Linked DNA regions of Anser cygnoides: region 1 is linked to region 2. The links are chromatin contacts, called in public Hi-C maps. All regions are on one chromosome and are shown on one strand. Each heading gives the region's core, a stretch centred on a gene start, on an enhancer-like site or on the middle of the called end of the contact. The rest is flanking DNA. Distances are from core to core; before and after follow the strand shown. Region 1 overlaps ATP2A2 (ATPase sarcoplasmic/endoplasmic reticulum Ca2+ transporting 2). Region 2 holds the start of CAMKK2 (calcium/calmodulin dependent protein kinase kinase 2).

Region 1 (4,729 bases), core at 854-3,353, 130 kb before region 2:
AACCCAATGCAACAACAAATTTTATGACAAAAGAATAAACTTGTAAGGCCCAGGTTACGATTAGTAAGACTCAACCACTCCAACTGGCAATGCATTATTTGGAGGGTCTGCGTAATCCCTCTGGAGAGAGGGATTTAGTTAGGAATTCTTATGCTCTTCACATCTCGATGCCTCTTCCCTCCTCCCACACCACATATCTTCAATCCTCAGTAACAGCTTCTGCCATTTGACCTGCTGAAGCGCAGCCTACACAGTAGTTTTCACTCAACACATTACCCCTTGTATCACAGACAGCTTTTACTCTTCACCAGCACTGTTGCCTCTAGCAGAGCTATAGAAATGGCTAACAGCATGTCCCAGTTTCCTTGGCATATACAAAGCCACACACCATCAGAAAAGCTGCTTAGTATCTGTTTCTTCCCTCCTTTTCTTTATTGGGATTCCACACGGCCAATCCTGCTTCCAAAAAAGCAAGGGAATTCAATCATTTTCTAGCATTCTTAACAGAGCAGACAACTGCAAGGTTAACTGGAGTAAAACATCTGCTTTACATAATACTAAACCATAATCTTTGCAGATTGAAGACCATGTGGGTTGTAAAGCAACACCAAGAAACCCTGCAACTTCAAGAGGGAAGGAAAGTAGCTACAAGAACAGCAAGATCCACGCACATCAAGGAGAGCCAAAATTAAGTTTGAGATCTTTCCTTCAATAAGCCATTATTTCAAAAAGAGCCGATGAACTCAGAGATCCTAACAGTACAAATCTATTAAGTTGCCTTAGATCTTCACTGTTGCTTGTTTGGCAAAGTTATCAATCTGTAACTAGATTAAAATGAAATACCCAGTTAATCCTGGAGGCGAGCAGCACACATCTCGCCCACAAAGTTTCCACACAATTGTTAACTGTGGAACAGAACCTACACTGTGTAGTTCTAGAGTGCAAACATAGGCATGTAAATAACAGAACACCTGAACGCGAGTCCTTGGTTTTGCTCTAGCAAACTACTGCTACATTAGCACTCCACTGAGGACATTTGTGACCTACAAGACTTACTGTACTAACAAATGAGTGTTATTATTTGATAGTAGCCTAAAGTTAACAAAAACACAGCAAGCTCAGAAGGTAGAGCAAAGAATACACGTAAGTTTAGGAGCATTTCATTATGCATTTTTGATAACAGATCGTAAGCCAAAGCCTAGTAGAGACTATAATTCTTGCCCAAGGCATTGAGTCTATGTCAAAAAAAGCTTCCATTAGCACACTTTAAAACCCTGAAGAGGTTTTCCATGAAAGATCTTTGGCTACTACTCAGAAGGGCCCCACCATATTTTAGCCACTTAAACTCACATGTAGAGAAGCTTAATTACCACATCATCAATCTCCACTGTACTGTTCAGGTCAGTAGGAGAAATTATCATTTAAGTTTTAAAAAGCAAGAAAAAGATAAAATAATTGCTCAAAAGAAACAGAAGCCTGACAGCATAAGGGAAATCAATAGCAAGACCTACCAGTCCCATACCAACAGCCAACACAAGCAGCTTTGAGGACAACTTTCACTCAGCACATCTGATTTAGTGTTGCTAGAGTTATGGCTTACAGATGCCTACTTTATCCAAGGCATAATGGGGTGGACCTGCAGGATACTAAGTCCAAAAACATGCAACAACAGGCAAACAGCACTTAGTTTTTGTGGTTATTTAAAGAAAGGGGGTCAGAAGTACAATGCAGAAGTCAGCCAGCAATGAGGCAGACTACTAATCAATACAGCTACAAGAACGTAAGTGTCCTTACAGCCTTTTGCATTTCTACAAATTAATATCTGTGGATTGTGAGGTTAAGTTATGGTGGCAAACTGCCTCAGGTGTCCATTTGTCATTAAGTAACAGAAACAGAATAAAATGAAGAATGGAAGTTTCAAGATAAAATTCTGTTGCCCAGCAGGCTGTACCTACTAACAGACGAAAAGCAAACAGTTTGTTGTCAGCAACCTAACAAGGCTTTTTTTTTGTTTGGTTTTCATTTTGACAATGGAAACTTTGAAGTGAGCAGGCAGATTAAGACCTCATCCTGATGAAAAAAAGTCTTAGACTAATTAAAGCTAGTCATGTAGAACTACAGCAAGCTTTTAAGAGAGCCCTCTTCTCACAGGACACACTGAGTTAAGATTCAGTACATTCTGGACAGAGTGCTAACTACTACTGCTCAAAAATCTTTTTAATGATTTTTCTTCTCAATACAAATTTACTTAATTTTAAGCAGATACAAGCTATTTTAATAGTTCTGATACTTGTTCTAGTTACTTGACAGTTATCCTGAACACCAGGAAATAATAAAGGTAAAATCCCCAATTTGCTAACAGATTTATTTTTAATTGCTACCCAAGAAAAAGAAATCTTGACCAGAATTATTAGTAAGAAATCAAGAATTTTATTGGGTCAGCAGATTGTAAATACCCAACATTTATGCTACTCCGTACTTCTAAATGCAAGTACATTCCTGTGATTACTGTAGCAAAACCAGTGAAAATAAAGATACAGAGTACTTAGTTTAATTTATACAAATTAAAATGGAATCACAATTGCTTCTTACTCCTTTGTCACCCCACCTATCATTTGGTGTCTCAGGTCCTATTGAGTAATCTGAGTTTGGCTAAAAGCATGCCAATGTAATGTACTTCAGCAACCCTTATCTCGTGTCACATACAGCTCCTGACCTTACCAGGTAGCTCTGGGGTGATCCCAGGGCAAAGCCTGCAACATTTTACTGGCACATTTAACTCCCTTCGCCAGCAGCTTTGTTCACCTTTTAACACAGATGAGGCTATACTCATGCTAATTTCCAGGATATAATGAACTTCTCCAGCCTAAATCACAAGATATCGTTTTAATCTAAACACACACATCCACTAGTAGAACGAGACCCAGAACATTCACTTTTAAGTTAGTTCAGGCATTAGAGAAATAATTGAACTAAGGAGGAGTGCTCTCAGAATGCTGAAGATTTAACTAAAATACAAGCTTTTGCTAGTTTCTAGTACATACTTCATCTTGTAGAAGAAAACTCAGAAATATGATGCAGAGACTGTACAGTTAAGCATACATCACATTCTTCAAAGCATTATTCCCAATCAGGGGCACAAGTAACATTTTACAACTTGAAGTGATTTATACAGCAAAGCAAGCTTATTTTTAATGTAAATACTGTCGATTTCAGTGTGTGCTATTGAAGTAGCAAGAATTAAAAGCTGGATTTCATGGTAAATTGAACATCCTCTTACTTACACCTAGAAAGTCAAGCTACAAAGGCCCCTGAACCACTGAGATGCATTTCTCAAGTTACCTCTGTAAAAGCTTCACCATGTCTGACAAAACACTGGGACAAGATCCGAGTGCGCGTGTAGATCCATTTACTTCGAATCAGAAATTACACGGTTTCTCTTCAAAAGCCATACTTAAGGCCAGTAAAAATATTGGAGGAACAACAGTGTAAGAATTGAAGCTGTTACTAACTTGGCACATCTGCAACAGCAGTTCTGACTTGGAATGTAGCATACGGTATCCACAGCCAAGGCAACAGGCAGCATATGACCCCCGCGATCAGCTAGGGTGACACGGATTCAGCTGTTAGTCTGATTTATTTTACTGACACATACCTGACAGGGCTTGTGGGAGCAGAGGACACAAAAGGCACTCTGAACACAGAATATTATGGTATGTAATAGGTGATGTTTCTACACAAAAATGTAGCTGAAGGAAGATCTTGATGTTAAAGACTTTTTCTGAGCCGTCAATCATAATAGTAAAAATCTAATACGATTTAAGATCACAACACAATTACCAGAGAAGCTTCCATGATACAAACTAGTACCCTAACATACCTTGAGGTCCCATCTCTCACACCTGAACCTTCAAGTTCAACAGTTTCTTTAAACTGACAATGAAGAACTCCACTGCTTTCACTGCCCTAACAGCACCCATGCCTTTCCCGCAAGCACGCAATGCCGACCTGCTGCCACTAGCATGGTGAAGCATGTTCTCCATCTGATCCTCAGTAAACTCAACTGCTCAAATTCGAGCAAGTTTTAGTGATAAGCTCAGAAAAGCTTAAAAATAAAGTCAATGCTATACTCATGCCTAATTTCAACTTTCAGCCCCCTTGCTAGTAATTCAAAGACTTAACAAGATTTGGGGGTCATTCATCCTTAATCCCAAGCTCGTTAAGCCATTTTCCCCCCATTCATTGTCATTCAAAGTAAACAATTCATTTAAGCATCTTGACAGAAACTCCCTTTTGGATATACACCAGGTCTGTAAGTCTTCAGCTGGAAGTTATTTCAAACCAGAGCCATTATCCAGTCTTACTTCTGTTGGTACACTATCCAACATCCTACCTGAGTACTGTAGTTTAGTGCCTATCAAGCGATAAATTATAGTAAGAAGTAGTCACTGAACAGAAGTGTGAATCCGCACATCCAGTCCCACGTCTAAGTCTGAGGGGTCTGACACTGTCCCCAAGAAAGGCAAAGTCACATTAGATGAAAGAGCAGCTATCAGTGGTATTACTCAACATCCTAAAGCAACACAAATTTAGCTGACTCCATGTTAAGTTTAATTATCCATTTCAAGATCTCTAAGGTACAGGAACTTTTGCATGCTTTCCAACAGTACAAATGGCAAGACTGAATTCCTAAAGCTTGCAAAAGACAGCGTAATACACGCATTTAAGT
Region 2 (4,427 bases), core at 665-3,164:
CCCAGGCTGGAAGCAGAGGCAACACCTCCGGGGGTCATTTCTGTCGACATCGTGCCCCTAACCCTAACCCAAGCCGGCCAGGAGCCCCCCAGCGGCATGGGGACACGGCACAGCCACCCGCAGGTGGGGCTGGGTGCTGCCTGAGCCCTGGGGGCACCCACAGACCCTGAACCACCGGGGCGAGGGATGCTCTGAGCCCCTCGCAGCTCCATTTTCACCCTCGCAGTGGAGGCAAGCAATGGCCGCCACCTCCATCCATCCCGCTGGGGGGGGGGGGGGGGATCAGCTCACGCGCTGCCCCAAAAAATGACCCAAAAATTACTGATTTCAGCGCAGACCTAAACCAAGGCCGGTTTTCGCTGCAGAGCCTCCCCCCCGCACGTCCCCCCGGCTCCCACAGCTCTGAGGCTGGAAGTTGCCTGAGGCAGCTCCGGCCGGGCAGAGTCCGGCCGCCTTTTTGCTTTCCGCGGTCCCAGCGAGTGGTGGAAGCGCCGGTGCCAGGAGCAGTGTCATCGGCAGCTACGGGGCATGGAGCACTGCTTCCCTTCCTACGGGCGAGCTCAGACCTTGCCAGAAATCTATTAGTCACTGTAGTATACAAAGCCCATATGCATCCCCGCCTGACTTTTAATGGAAAAAATCTCTCAGCGGCTTCTTCAGAAGTCGGAGGACACCCAAAATAACGAGGTACTGGAAAGAGGCACCCAGCCCCCAGCCGAGGCCGGGTGTCCCCAGGCTTCTCATCGCCCCGGCCCGGCCCGGGATGGGACGAGCTGGGGAGGAAACCACCAAGGCTGGCCGGGAGCACCGTGGGGGCAGAAAACCCAGCGGCAGGTTCCAACTGGAAGAAAAGAGCATCTTTAACGAGTTTTTTTTTTTTAACAGCGATGATACCGCCTAACGTTGCTTCAATGGGACACGATGAGCATCCCAAAATGAGAGTGCAAGTGTCAGACCTGGCGTCAGGATGGGCTCAGAGCCCCTCGCCCTATGGCCCCGCACGCTGCCAACACCAATTAAAGACATTGGGGCCGAGCTGGACACAAAACCTCCCCCCAGAATTACGTCCCCGGCCTCGTAAAGGCCGCCTGCCCCTGGTCCATCCGATGCCAGCGCTCCCTGGAGCAGGCTCCGTCCTTCTGCCCCGACCCAAGCCCTGCGCCCACCCCAAGGGATCGTGATGGGGGGCCAGGAGGGGCTGGGACCCCCAGCCCTGGGGGGCGCGGAGCCGCAGGGCTCCCCTGGGGGTGGCAGCGCCCACGCTGCGAGCGGGACGGGAACTTGGTCCCAAAGGTGAAGCAAGCCTCGCCGCTCTCTGCATGAACCCTACAGGCTCAAGGGAAGCCCAGGGTAACGCCAAACGCCCCCGGACCCCCCCGCAGTGGCCTCCCCTCTGCCCCCAGCCTCCAACCCCAGCTCCGACACCACCCCCCCCCCCCCCCAGGATGCCGCCGGCTGCCACCGAGACCCCCGCACGCCCCGGGGCCCCGCAGCCCGGGATGGGGCAGTGCCAACATCGCTCCTACCCCCCACCCCCCCCAAAAAAAAAACAAAATAAATAATAATAATAAAATAAAATAAATAAAATAACGGCGGAGCCGCGCGCAGGCCGGATCTGCTACCGGGGCGTCCCCACCGGGCTCGGCTTTGTCTCGGCTTCAGCCGCAACCCCCCCGCCCCCGCCCCGCCCGCAGGCACCGACCTGACCGGGCCGTACCGAGCCGAGCCGGGCCGGGCCGGGCCGTACCGGGCCGGGCCGCGGGGAAGGGCGCGGCCCCCGGGGGCCGGAGCGGGGCCGCCCGGCGCCGCCTTTGCTTTCGGTTCCGTTCCGGCGGCGAGAGAAGGCGGGAGGGAGGCAGGGAGGCAGCCGGGCACGGAGGCTGGGATGGAGGCTGGAGGCTGGCGGGGAGGCGGGGGGGAGGCCCCGCTCCGCCCCGGGGAAGGGGAGGTTTCCCCCTCCCGCCCCCCCCCCCCTCGGGCAGCCGCAGCCTGCCCGCCCCCCACCGCCGGCAGCCGGGCCCTGGGGGCACGGAGGGGGGGGGATAGATATTTTTATTTTATTTTATATTTGGGGGGGGTCCCCAGCTCGGCCTCCCCTGTCCCCCATGTGGAGGTTGCAGGCGGGGCTCGGCCCGAGGGGCCCCAGCATCCCTCGGGGAGCCCGGGACACTTTTCACATTAATAAATACGGCTAGATTAATAATAATAATTATTATTATTATTATCCTCCTGCCTCACCTGGCAGGGCTCCAGCAGAGGCAGCTTTGGTCCCAAAGTTGCTTTCTCATCGCTACCAGCCCCACGGCTTAGGGGAGCGCTTCCTGGCACGGTACCTGTCCTCCTCGGAGGTTCTGTACTCTGATGAGGTTCAGCTTTTGTACGGCAGTGGGGGGAAAGGATTGAGCGGGAGAACAGACCAGCAGCCCTGTGCTCAGGGTTCACCCAGCACGCGTGTTTGCACTCACACCGGCGCAACCCCACCTGCCCGTGAAATCCCACGTGGCACCCGAATTGTTTTTTCCCCAAACAAGGATCTAAGTGCTTACAGTCAATGGCAACGCATCAGATACTGGGTTAGTTGCGGTCCTCGTTCATCCACAGATAAAACCGGCGCACGTAAGTTACAGCCAGCACCTAAGGAGGAACACACACGGTAAACGTAGTTCAGCTGAGCTAAGGCTCTTGTTTGCACGTTTTACTTTTCTGAGCCACTCTTTGCACAAGGACGCGCCTAACGCAACAGTGCCGGGACTTTGTACCATTAAACCCTTCCAACTGAACCCTGTTTTCCCCTTCTGCCAGCACCATCCATGTCCCCAGACTAACACAGCCTGTAGACAGGTTAAACACAAGGAAAGAGAAGCATTTTACATGAGACTCCCCATTCTGTACCACTTAAACTGAGCACAAAGAAGCCTCACCTACGTTTTTCACTAGTTTTGTACCCCAGTGTTCATAAAAACAGCACTGATTCTGAAAACGGCACTGAGATATTTCATCATGACAGCGGTGCTCCCCTCAGCACGTTTGTAACGCAGTCAAGAGTTTTTTCTTTCTTCCCCTCATTCAATTCTTAATTTCAAGTACAGAATAAAAGCAAAATGGGTGGAAACCCTTGCCTCCCCCTAAGTCACTGCAAACAAAATACAAGCATGTTCCATAGAAGACCATGATTTATTGGCAATTACTCTGAAACACAAATGACTGAATATAGTAAAAAGACATTTGTAAAAAAAAAAAAAAGAGGAAAACAAACAAATCTCATCTTCAAATGCGTCACTTGAACGCATTTATTAAGGGGACACCATGTGCAGGCAGTTCCTGGTGCAACTGACGGAACAACATGGCACATTTATTCCTTTCCTGGGTCTTGCCTAGGGTGTGGAACAGCCGGGCTTGGAAGTAGAGAACATCTCTGAGCTGCTCTTTGCAGTCCACTTTGGCAAAGTAAGTCTTAGCTTCATTTAGATTCAGAATAGCGGATTCCAAAGCTGTGAGAAACGGGGGACAGTCATACTTAAGAAAATAACACAACAACAACTCCAAGCGATGCAGCTCCATTCTAAGGAGCCCAATTATAAATTCCTCAGCTTTTCAAAACACTTTGTGTCTTAGCAACATGGTCCTTCAGCTAGTGTCTGTTATCCAACCTTTGCTGCAAAATACGGGTGTTGAAGCACGCAGATAAACCGCATAAACAACATGCCGTTATAAACACCCCATCTATTGAACAACTAATTCCAAATTAATTCTCCTATCTGATTAGCAGGTAATACACTCCGCTATATCGTTTAAACTTCATTAACGGTGATTGTGTAGCAGGACTCCAATATATGCCCTGGTTTGTACCTCTCAACTGAGCGCAGTTTCAGTGGGGAAGAGTTAACTCTTCACATTACCTTCAATCTTCTTTTGCTGAGTGTAGGAAGCTGCAGAAGCCACCTGACACTTGGCCACCAGGAACATGGCACAGCCTTTGTCCAGCACAGCTCCGTGGGCCAAGACAGGTTCTATGGCCATATGCAAAATATTCAGGGCTTGTTCAGGAATGCCAAGGATCAGCTGAAAGAGAAACTTTGCTTGTCTAATACTGGAATCTACTGGTGAGAGCATGACCTTCTGAGAAGACCAGAATAAGCCACAAAAGCCACAACTGTTTCCAACACAGCAATGCTACAGACAAGGATGTCATTTTCTTCCCCACAATCTACTTGAAAATCAAAACTTACTAGGAGACATGAACTACTATCTGGAATGATTAGGCATGGCTTCTCCACTCCAGTCAGTGCTGACAACCAGGTCCCTGCCAGCTCAGAATAAACAGTGTAACTGAACTCCAGTACCAGCATTATTTTTAATTCAGGCACATGCCAAACTGTGCTACTAGAAAGCTGAAAAAACAGCATAAAAATAACAACTGGAGAAAT

Evidence for each region. Hi-C and Micro-C count contacts between places; a contact is called where the count stands out from the background.
Region 1: a contact with region 2 is called in a Hi-C map of liver, with 1.8 times the contacts expected there. The contact joins the enhancer-like site here to the promoter of CAMKK2 in region 2. A contact is called at or near these places in 2 of 7 Hi-C or Micro-C datasets (both in liver).

The regions. Positions count from the first base shown.
Region 1 is chr17:3,268,550-3,273,278 of Taihu_goose_T2T_genome, reverse strand. All of the region lies in intron 3 of ATP2A2 (ATPase sarcoplasmic/endoplasmic reticulum Ca2+ transporting 2), which reads right to left. Among named protein-coding and RNA genes, the nearest start is that of ATP2A2, 6.1 kb to the right of the region's middle. Within about 2 kb of position 2,103, at least 1 of the 3 cell types and tissues checked has open chromatin away from gene starts, as enhancers often do. A contact at or near this core is called in liver, where this site is marked.
Region 2 is chr17:3,140,763-3,145,189 of Taihu_goose_T2T_genome, reverse strand. CAMKK2 (calcium/calmodulin dependent protein kinase kinase 2) reads right to left here and starts at 1,914. Exons shown (of 18, transcript XR_010825537.1): 1 at 1,703-1,914. All of the region lies in intron 1 of RNF34 (ring finger protein 34), which reads left to right. It overlaps ANAPC5 (anaphase promoting complex subunit 5), which reads right to left. Exons shown (of 17, transcript XM_048073818.2): 16 at 3,900-4,062; 17 at 3,156-3,491. The coding sequence ends at 3,277.